3 separate regions of the Sus scrofa genome follow, and all the other regions are linked to region 1. A link is a contact called in public HiChIP or PLAC-seq data. All regions are on one chromosome and are shown on one strand. The core of a region is the stretch at or near the end of the contact, and the rest is flanking DNA. Distances in the headings are between cores, read along the strand shown.

Evidence for each region. HiChIP or PLAC-seq counts read pairs in DNA pulled down with a chosen protein or histone mark.
Region 2: an H3K27ac HiChIP or PLAC-seq map of alveolar macrophages shows a contact between it and region 1. The contact joins the promoter of OSER1 here to the promoter of SRSF6 in region 1. A contact is called at or near these places in 1 of 5 promoter capture datasets (fetal liver), 5 of 47 Hi-C or Micro-C datasets (alveolar macrophages, heart right ventricle, liver and 2 more) and 1 of 2 datasets of contacts at active chromatin or transcription factors (alveolar macrophages).
Region 3: an H3K27ac HiChIP or PLAC-seq map of alveolar macrophages shows a contact between it and region 1. The contact joins the promoter of FITM2 here to the promoter of SRSF6 in region 1. A contact is called at or near these places in 1 of 47 Hi-C or Micro-C datasets (heart right ventricle) and 1 of 2 datasets of contacts at active chromatin or transcription factors (alveolar macrophages).

The regions. Positions count from the first base shown.
Region 1 is chr17:46,117,866-46,120,908 of Sscrofa11.1, reverse strand. It overlaps SRSF6 (serine and arginine rich splicing factor 6), which reads right to left and starts at 1,297. Exons shown (of 6, transcript NM_001077217.1): 1 at 1,191-1,297; 2 at 818-966. The coding sequence starts at 1,297. It overlaps LOC100520338 (a long non-coding RNA gene), which reads left to right and starts at 1,995. Exons shown (of 7, transcript XR_297849.3): 1 at 1,995-2,173.
Region 2 is chr17:46,684,711-46,687,527 of Sscrofa11.1, reverse strand. OSER1 (oxidative stress-responsive serine-rich protein 1) reads left to right here and starts at 1,384. Exons shown (of 4, transcript XM_021078054.1): 1 at 1,384-1,532. It also overlaps LOC106506689.
Region 3 is chr17:46,744,270-46,747,291 of Sscrofa11.1, reverse strand. It overlaps FITM2 (fat storage inducing transmembrane protein 2), which reads left to right and starts at 1,394. Exons shown (of 3, transcript NM_001128460.1): 1 at 1,394-1,575. The coding sequence starts at 1,403.

The DNA of each region.
Region 1 (3,043 bases), core at 48-2,547:
TGCTGTCGTCATGGCTTCCGGTAAGGTCAGCCAAAGGGTCATAGGGCAAGGGTCACACAATGTATGGAAAAGCCAAGGCCAATCAGGAAAGGCAGTCATCTTAGCCTCAGTGGACACAGCCTCAGCCCCATTGGTCACTTTCAAATTGAAACATCAAGGACTTGTTAAAAAGTTTGAATTCAACATGCAACAATTTCAACATCAAACATTTAACATAACCAAAATCCCCCCACCTCCTCCCCATAACATGCCCCAACTAGTTCAAATATAGCATAAAGCTCATTTAGATCTACTTTGTGGTACAATACCACATTACGTCAAAATAACATTTTCTTTGGCCCCTGCCAATTTTAATAACTTTAAGTCCTAAGCTTCAAACTCCACCCCTTCCCCCGCCCCCAACCCCACCTCCACCCCAGCCTGTCCCCAAACCTCCATGCTAAATCATTCACATTTCTACCTAATGCACTGACAGGTAAGCGAGGGAGATACAAGTACAGCCAACCCTCGCTTCCTCCGTAGGCAGAGCCCACGACAGTGCTGACAGGGGCCCAGCACACGTTACCCCCTCCCGACTAAGCAACTCCCGCCCCCAAACACACAAACTCCCGCTAGGCAAAACCCACCACCCAATCCCCGCGCTCCGGCGTCCCGTGGCTTTCCCGGGCAGGCGTGAAGGCAGCGGGCCCCGGGGACACCCGAGTCAAGCGACCCGGGCCAACGCGCCTGCCCGGCTGGGAGGCCCCACCCCGCCCCCCTAAGCCTGCACCCGCCCCCGGGGTCCCAAGGACACGGAGCGCGCGGGGGTGGGACTCACTGCGGCTTCCGTAGCTGTAGCCGTCGCGATCGCGGCGCGGGCCCCGGGCGTGCTCCACGATCACGCGCTCGCCGCAGAGCTCCTTGCCGTTCAGCTCGTAAACGGCGTCGTCGGCGTCGCGGGAGTCCTCGAACTCCACGAAGCCGTACCTGAGGGCGGCGCGAGGGCCGGAGACCGGCGGACGTCGTTAGGCCGGGGGCGCGCACGCGCGCTGCTCCCGCTCCTCGCGCGCTCCCGCGGCCCCGCGCGGCCGCCATCTTGGCGGCCCTGCCACGCGGCACCGCGGCCTTGGCCGTCTCCTCCCTCCGATGGGCCCTGCCGCCGTAGGCCCGCGGCGCTGCGGGCGGACGCGGGCGCCCAGCCTCCGACTCACCCATTTTTAAGGTCAATTTCGAGAAGGCGGCCATAGCCGCTGAAAAAGCGCTGGATGTCCTTCTCCCGGACGTTGTAGCTCAGGCGTCCTATGTAGACGCGCGGCATGTCCGTGGCGGGCGAGGGGCCCGAGGGCTGGCTGTCGAACGACGAACCGCAAGGCAGAAGCCGCGGTGCGGGTGCGGGGACGGCAAAAGCCCGGACACGCGCCTCACACCGCAGTGGCGGCCGAGTCCAGCCACACAATGGTGCGCGCGCGCCTGGGCTACGCTATAAGGGCGAGCGGCCAGGGGCGGGGCCCGGCGCGTGACGTCAACGCGCAGCACGTACCCTCCCGCGCTGAAGCGCGGAGCGCGAGAGTGACTTGCGGGACCTCCGCGCTCCAAGTTTCAGGGAAGTGCGGTTCTATTCGCTCACCGAACTTTCTCCACACATCTTTGTAGACGTCGTATCCCGTCGTCCAGTCAAGGACTTGTTTTCTAATCTGTACCTTAAAAAAAACTTCCTCTGTGAGTTCTCTCCGGGACTCGCGCTTGGGAGGCCGGCTAGGAAAATCCCTCTTTTCATTGGTTATCGAGGTTGTCACTATAGGCCTCCCTGGTCTCTGATTGGTTTTGGGAACGAGGCTGCAAATTTCCCCTATGGATCGCTCAGCTTGCGCTCTGCCTAGTGTAGAAGGCGTTCTCCACACGGTTAGCTGCCTATTTCCACAGAATCCGAAGTTAGCGCTCTGAGGTCGTGGTGACGCGGTCGGGAGCGCACGGTACTGCTGGCTTCTATCCCTCGTGGTCCCACTTCACCGCCTCCTTTTACGGCCACCTGTCCTTCCAGGGGGTCTTTCTTGGAGCACCGTCACCTGGAGTCACCTGTAGATTGAGGTGTGCATGGCAACCCCCCCGGCTCGCTGCGGGTGCTGGAAAAGGGAGGCGGGCCAAGGCCTCCGGCCCAGAAAGTTGAGCAAGACCTGGCAACCTTCCCACAGAGGTACGCTCATTTTCTCCCCCGTGTGGAGAGGCCGTAGTCCCAACGCGATCCCTTCCCATTATCTATACCGCAAAAACACGCACATTTTGGAGTTTACCACTAGAGTTGCCAGTTAAAGCTGGCGAATTAGATGAAAACCAGGAGTAAAGTTTAAGTGGAGAGCAGAAGACCCTGGCGTCGTCTTGGAACTTAAGTAAGGGGAAGGAGTGCCTGGAGAGGTGGAGAAAAGAGCCCGAGGGCGTTGTGTCACACTAGCTGAGGGGAAAGGGCGTTGCCGCGATAATACTGGCTGTGTACGTATTTCTGTATATTCCAGCGCTTCGGGAGCAAGGCAGCCTTGCACTCTACAGCTTCTAGTTGGAAGGTGGCAGTTTTGCCCCCCGGGGGACATTTGGCAAAGTCAGGGGGTCTGACAGTTGTGACGACGGGGGGAGGGGGAGTGTTAATAACTGGCGGCTAGTGGTAGAGGCTACGCTCAGCTTAAAGTTAGGTGAATAAAACGTATTGATAGATCTTTAAAAAAAATTAGTGGGTCGTGATAATTAGGGAAAGGAGGATTAACAATGGGATAACATTTTTTTTCACCCTTCGAACTGTCAATATTTTAAAGTTTGTTAAAATTCACTATTGGCAAGAGGTGAACCAGGAAATGCTACTCTGAACATTCCTTTGGGGAAGGTAATGGGGCTACTTACTAAAGATGCATATGGGGAATGGGGTGTCACCTCCTCTCTCCTTGCAGTTCATTTGTCCAGAAAGAAAAATGCAACTGATGCCATTTCGGCGCTCTCTCACCTCTTTCTCCAGAGCCCAGTGGCTACTCTTAACAAAAAATTTGAATAGCGATGATAATATTTGGTACTCTCAGAT
Region 2 (2,817 bases), core at 135-2,634, 570 kb before region 1:
AGCTAATATCTGAATCCCAGTCATCCTCATCTGTTGTGTAAAATTACAGGAATATTAAACGTGCAAACACGTGCATGGTTGCTGCAAAGAAGCGGGGAGCCATCATTAGAATTTGGTTTGATGTTGGGACTTAACAATTAACAGGTTTCTTTCATCCCTTGTCAGTTACTGAGCCTCTGGTATGAACAAGGATTTAAAAAGGTACCCAGGGCCCAAGACATGCTTTAACAATCTTATAAAATAACCTGTAGATTCCATCCTCAGACATGGGCCAGGCATTCCAAAGTCTGGCTATAGTTAAGTTGAACATACCAAGCTATTTTCAGCAGCCTATCCAATTAGGTGATTATAGCTAAGGTACTGGGGAGTGGGAGGGTCCAGTTTTGGTTCAAGTGACAACCTCACACAAAGGTTGGCCAGAACCAACTCGAGCCCATTTTACTGAGGAAGAGCATCTTTTCCCACAAAGCTCTGAGAAGTGCGGACGTGGAACTGGGGCATGGTGAGTGAGCTGGTGTTGGAGGGAGTAGCAGCCGTTGCTCAGCCCATCCCTTCTCTGTCTGCCATCCAAGCAACCGTCGGAGTCCTACAAAAGGAAAAGATCCCTAAAAATTACCTGCTTAGGTGAACTGCCCAAACCTTTTTGCAAAATTTGGTATGCCTGTGCACGTCTCTGTCGAGGCGGCCTACGATTCTCACCAGATTCTCAACGGAGTCCATGCCTGAAAACAACGAGATGTGCTGAAGCAGTCCAACGTCCTCATTTAACAGAATGGAGAAAGCCAGAGAGGGAAACAACAAAGGTATTTTGTAAACGCATTTCAGTTCCAATTTCGGCCTAATGTTCACGGTACTAGCTGTGTCGGATTCCCCCTTGCTTTTCTGCAGCCCTGGGGGATCCCCAGGAGGCGAAGGCTGGTGTTCGAGCCCCAGCGATACCGCCGGCAGTCCAGATTCGCGCATCCAGGAGACTCGCGCGGAGCGTTCAGAGGTGGCTCCGTTGCGTAAAGATCCACCCACCTGGGCCTCACCTCGCGGAATTCCGTAGCCTTGTTGACTCCAGGTAGCGCTCCAAGCACAGGGAGACCGCGGAAAATCGAGGTGGCTCCGTGACAGCGAGAAACAACCCTCACTCACCCAGTCACTCACCTGACCAAGAGAAGGAAGCAGGCATGCCCCAGAAAGCCATCCCCAGCAAACTCTTTGAGAAGGGAGGAGCGAGCGAAGAGAATAACAGGAAGTGGCGTCAGGCGCACGTGTTTTGAGAGGGGCGGGTGCAAGGCGTTTGAGAGGCGCGGCTACAGCTCCGCGCCTGCGCAGTCGCTGCCTGCCGCGCTGCCGAGTCACGGGGGGTAGGAGGAGCGCGAACAGGGGGCGGGGGGCGTGCCCGAGTGACGCAGGCGCAGAGCGACTCCGGAGGAGCGGGCCGCCCCCTCCGCGGGTTTAGATCCGGGTCAGTCAGGCGCGACGATCGGGGAGAGACGATCTGAACTGACGAGACTGGCTCACCGGAGCGACCCTGCCGCGAGGAGGTGAGTGCCCAGACTTGACGGAGAAGCTCCGTAGCACCGCGTCTCGGCCTCGAGGCCCGGCCTGGCAGCGGGCAGCCGCTTCTGAGCCCTCTCGCGTCGCGTCGCGTCGTCCCACGGCTCTGGCTGTCTGGGCCCAGCCGGGCCTGCGCCTCTCCGCGCTCCGTCCGCCGCCGCGGCCTGGCACTACCCGAGCCCCGCTCTCTTCGCCCCTTCCCGCCTCCGCGACCCCCGCCCCGCGCCTCCGCCCTCTCCCGCCTGGCCGTAGCTTCCCCTTTTCGTCCTCCTCGGCAGCCCTTTGCCCCTTCCCGCCCTTTTCCGCGCCCCAGTCTCGTTGGCTGCCGCTTCGGCTTTGCTCCCTCCTCCTCCTGCATCCCTTGCCCCTTGGCCCTACTGTATCCTCTCCTTTTGGCCCGGAGAGTATCCTCAGGGGGCGACTTCCAGCTGCAGGACCTCGGGCGGGCAGAGCTAAGGCCCTGGACAGCTCCCCGCTATCCGAACCCCTCAGGTTCTGAGCCTCCCTCTCCCCAAATCCTGTTGAACCACGACCGATCCACTTTCTGGGTAAGAAGAATTAACATCGGGCTCTAGTACCGAGAGTTTAGGGAGTTGAGTGGGTAGAAGAGACACCCGGGTCGATTGTTTGAACCTAGTTTTATTTGCGCCTTGCAGAGTTGCTGGATTCGGTTTTCTTTCCCGAACTCCACGCTTCCTGGTGGGTTGGGAAATTTTCTAAATATTTTAACATTGTGATGACACGCTTACGCGCAGATCTTTTATTGATCGTTCTCCGGTCTTTTCAGGGTCCTGGAAATTTGGACCTAGGCCTGACGTTCGAAGAGGTCTCGGTTAAAACTGCAAGATGTAAATAAGATTGTGACCCATAGCTTTTGTTGACAATCAGAGAAAATCAGGAATTTGCCCTTTTGATGAAGGAACTTAGAATAATTTTGGTTTTTTTTGAAAGGCTAAGGAAAATCCGAGGCCCTATGTTATTTGACTTAAGGTAATTTCTAATAGGCCTTTTAAAAAGTTTGATCTTTGAGGGGGATCGTTCAATTTCAAGAAGTTAGTGTAGTAAAAAACGGCAGAAATCCATCCCACAAATTTATGAATTTATCAGTGAAGAAGGGGAAAACGATACATGTTTCACTGAGTTATTTAGCTCTTGATTTGAGTGAATGGGAGGCCGGGAATAGGGCGGAGCATAATAAGCCTTTTTGTAATTACAAACATGTTATGATTTAGCTCTTCAGGTCATGCCTAAGATTCACCTTTGCTCTGGGTT
Region 3 (3,022 bases), core at 145-2,644, 630 kb before region 1:
AGCCACAAAGGGAACTCCAGAAATGTCATTTTTGTAACAGAAGAAATACAGCTGGCACATAGAATCTATTATTCTATGGGTATTTCTGCTTGGGAGTCTATAAGTATTTCAGTTTTAAATGTGTATTGTCTAAAGAAAAATGTGAAGAAATAATAGTACTGGTGGTGTATGGACATGGCAGAAACAGTTCAAGTGGATACAGGGGGTTGAATGGTGACACCCCCCCCCCCCCGCGCCAAAGGACACATCAAAGTCTTAATCCCTGGGAATATGACCTTATTTGGAAATAAAGTCTTTGCACATGTAATGAAGGATCTAATGAAGTGATTATTTTGGATTTTGAGTGGACCCTAAATCCAGTGACGAGTGTCCTTATAATAGATGGAAGGAGAGAAGACACACAGACACGCAGAAGGGAGAAGACCATGGGAAGAAAGAAGTAGAGATTGGAGTGATGCAGCCATAAGCCAAGGATGCCCAGGACTGCCTGCAGCCACTGGAAGAGAGCCATGGAAGGTCTCCTTCTAGGAGCCTCCAGAAGGAACCAATCCCATCGACAGCTTGATTTCAGACTTCTGGCCTCCAGACTTGCCAGAGAATATATTTCTGTTGGTTTAAGCCAACACGTTTCTGGCAACTTGTTATGGCAGTCCTAGAAAATTAATACAGTGGCAAAGAAATGCCTCAAGGTTGGGAAACACTGAATTACACACCCAACCAGACCAGGGGATGAGAAGGTTTAACTCTGTGATAAATAAGTAACTGAGTCATCAACACCCTCATCTTATCGTCATTAACCCTCAGCATCCAGCATTTTCGCTCAATACAAGTATGTGGTTGTTTTGAAGGTGAAAATAAATCCAATAATTTTAAATGTAAATACGATGATTGTATGCATTTATATTCTCATGCAACTGTTTCTGGACACCACAATGAACCCTGAGTTCATAAATTAACTCTTGGGAAAGGCGATCTCCTCTTGTCTCTTCATTTTACAGATGAGAAAACAAAAGAGGCTGAGACCACTGTCCCAGCTCCTACAACGAAACGTTTATTCTTCCTTACCTCCAGCAAATATTCCCACAAACTCTTTTTCTTTGATCAGAGCAAGGCATAGAGGCTGAGGTTCAAACCTGCCTTACCCGGATGGAGCTAAGGTGATTTTCCGGGAGGTGATTTTGAGTGAAGAGAAAGCGACGAATTTGGAGTCAAGCGCGCTGCAGAGGCCGCCGGTGGCCAGGAGGGGGAGCGCGCGGGCTCCAGAACGCGCACCCTCCTCAAGGGCGGGGCCTGAGGGCAGCGCGCATGCGCTCAAAGGGAGGTGGTTTCGCCGGCCGGGACGAAGGGCGAGACGGTGGCCGAGAAGGCACGGGTCGGCGGACGGTGGCCGAAGAGGTCGGGCATGGAGCACCTGGAGCGCTGCGCGTGGGTCCTCAGGGGAACACTGGTGCGGGCGGCTGTGCGGCGGTACCTGCCCTGGGCCCTGGCAGCTTCCATGCTGGCGGGGTCCCTCCTCAAGGAACTCTCACCGCTGCCCGAGAGCTATCTCAGCAACAAACGCAACGTCCTCAACGTGTGAGTGTGCCCCGGGTTTCTCCTGTCCCCGCCGTAGCTACCGCTGTCGCCTTGCCCAGACAGCTGGGGGTTGGCTGCCCTGATGACGAGTCATTGGAAGGGGAGGTCCTTCTCCCCATCGTGACAGCAGCGTCTGCACGCGGGTCGAAATGGAGGGACCCCGAAATAGCTAGTGTCACCAGCAAGTCGCGTTTGCACACCAAACAAGACAGTCTGAGCTGACTGGGCAGGGGTGACGGGCAGGGAGGTGTGTGTGTCTGTGTGTGTGTAGGAGTGGGAGGTGGCAAGAGGGGATGAACCAGCTTCCCACCCCCACCCCGATTTCCTTTGGGTTTAGGGGTTGGCCGCTGCCCTGGGGAATATGCCACGTCTCTCCTGCCTGCCGGCATCAGACGCCGTGCCTCTGCCCTAAGTCCAGTTATTACCCCCTGCACCCCCAGCGTGACAGAATCCCATCACACCTGGGTAGGGTAGAAAGACCTGCCCTTCCCCCCACCCCCATCCTAGCCTGTGACAACCCCGCTCCAAGATAGTGTCGCAGGAGTGGAACCCTCCAGTCTATGACCTTTCCCCTGAATCTGCATGGATCTTCTTAAGCCACTCAAAGTTCCTGGCAGTGGCCCAGGAACACAATCCCAGCCAGGTTCTTTGAGATTTCTTAAGTCTACCCACCCCCTCCTTTAAAAAAAAAAAAAAAAAAAAAAAAAAAACCTCTTGGATTTTAAGGTTATTGACAACAACACTGTTGGAATAGTAAAGGGAGATTCTGAAAGATAAAAATTCTCCCTTGATGTGAGTTTTTTCTCTTCAGGATTATGGTGTCTGTGGCATCTCCCAGAAGTCAGTCCAGTTTTGGTTATCTGCTTAAAACCCTGGTTTCTCTCTCCAGCAGCTTCATCGAATACCTAACAGGTCATGGCTCTGGCCAGTTCCCTGCATATCAGTCCCAGGGAAGATTTTAGCGACAGGCTCTTGGGTAGTGTCTGAGACATTTTTGGAACCCAAGAAAGAGGCCTTCTGTCCTTGGCCCACCTTCCTCCCCCACTTACGAGGCTGGGCAGATTATGAAAGTGGTCATGGCCCCACATCTCTTGCATGTGTGTTCGCTGCAGCTGGTCCCAGGTCAGCCACCTTTGATAAGTGCAGGGGAGGCAGACAAGGCTGTTGCTGCTTGATCTGGCCTGGGAGATGCTGGAAGCTGAGCACCCTGGTAAAGTCCCTGTGGTTTGCAGGTTGCTATGGATTCTGGTGTTCTCTTCCATACCTCTGTGCTGGTTAACTGATGAAAGGGAACTAGTGAATCCTTGGCTCTGGAGGGGATTTTAAGAATCGATTAGGGGAGTTCCCATCATGGCTCAGTGGTAAAGAACTGGACTAGTATCATGAGGACTCGGGTTCGATCCCTGGCCTTGCTCATTGGGTTAAGGATCTGGTGTTGCCATGAGCT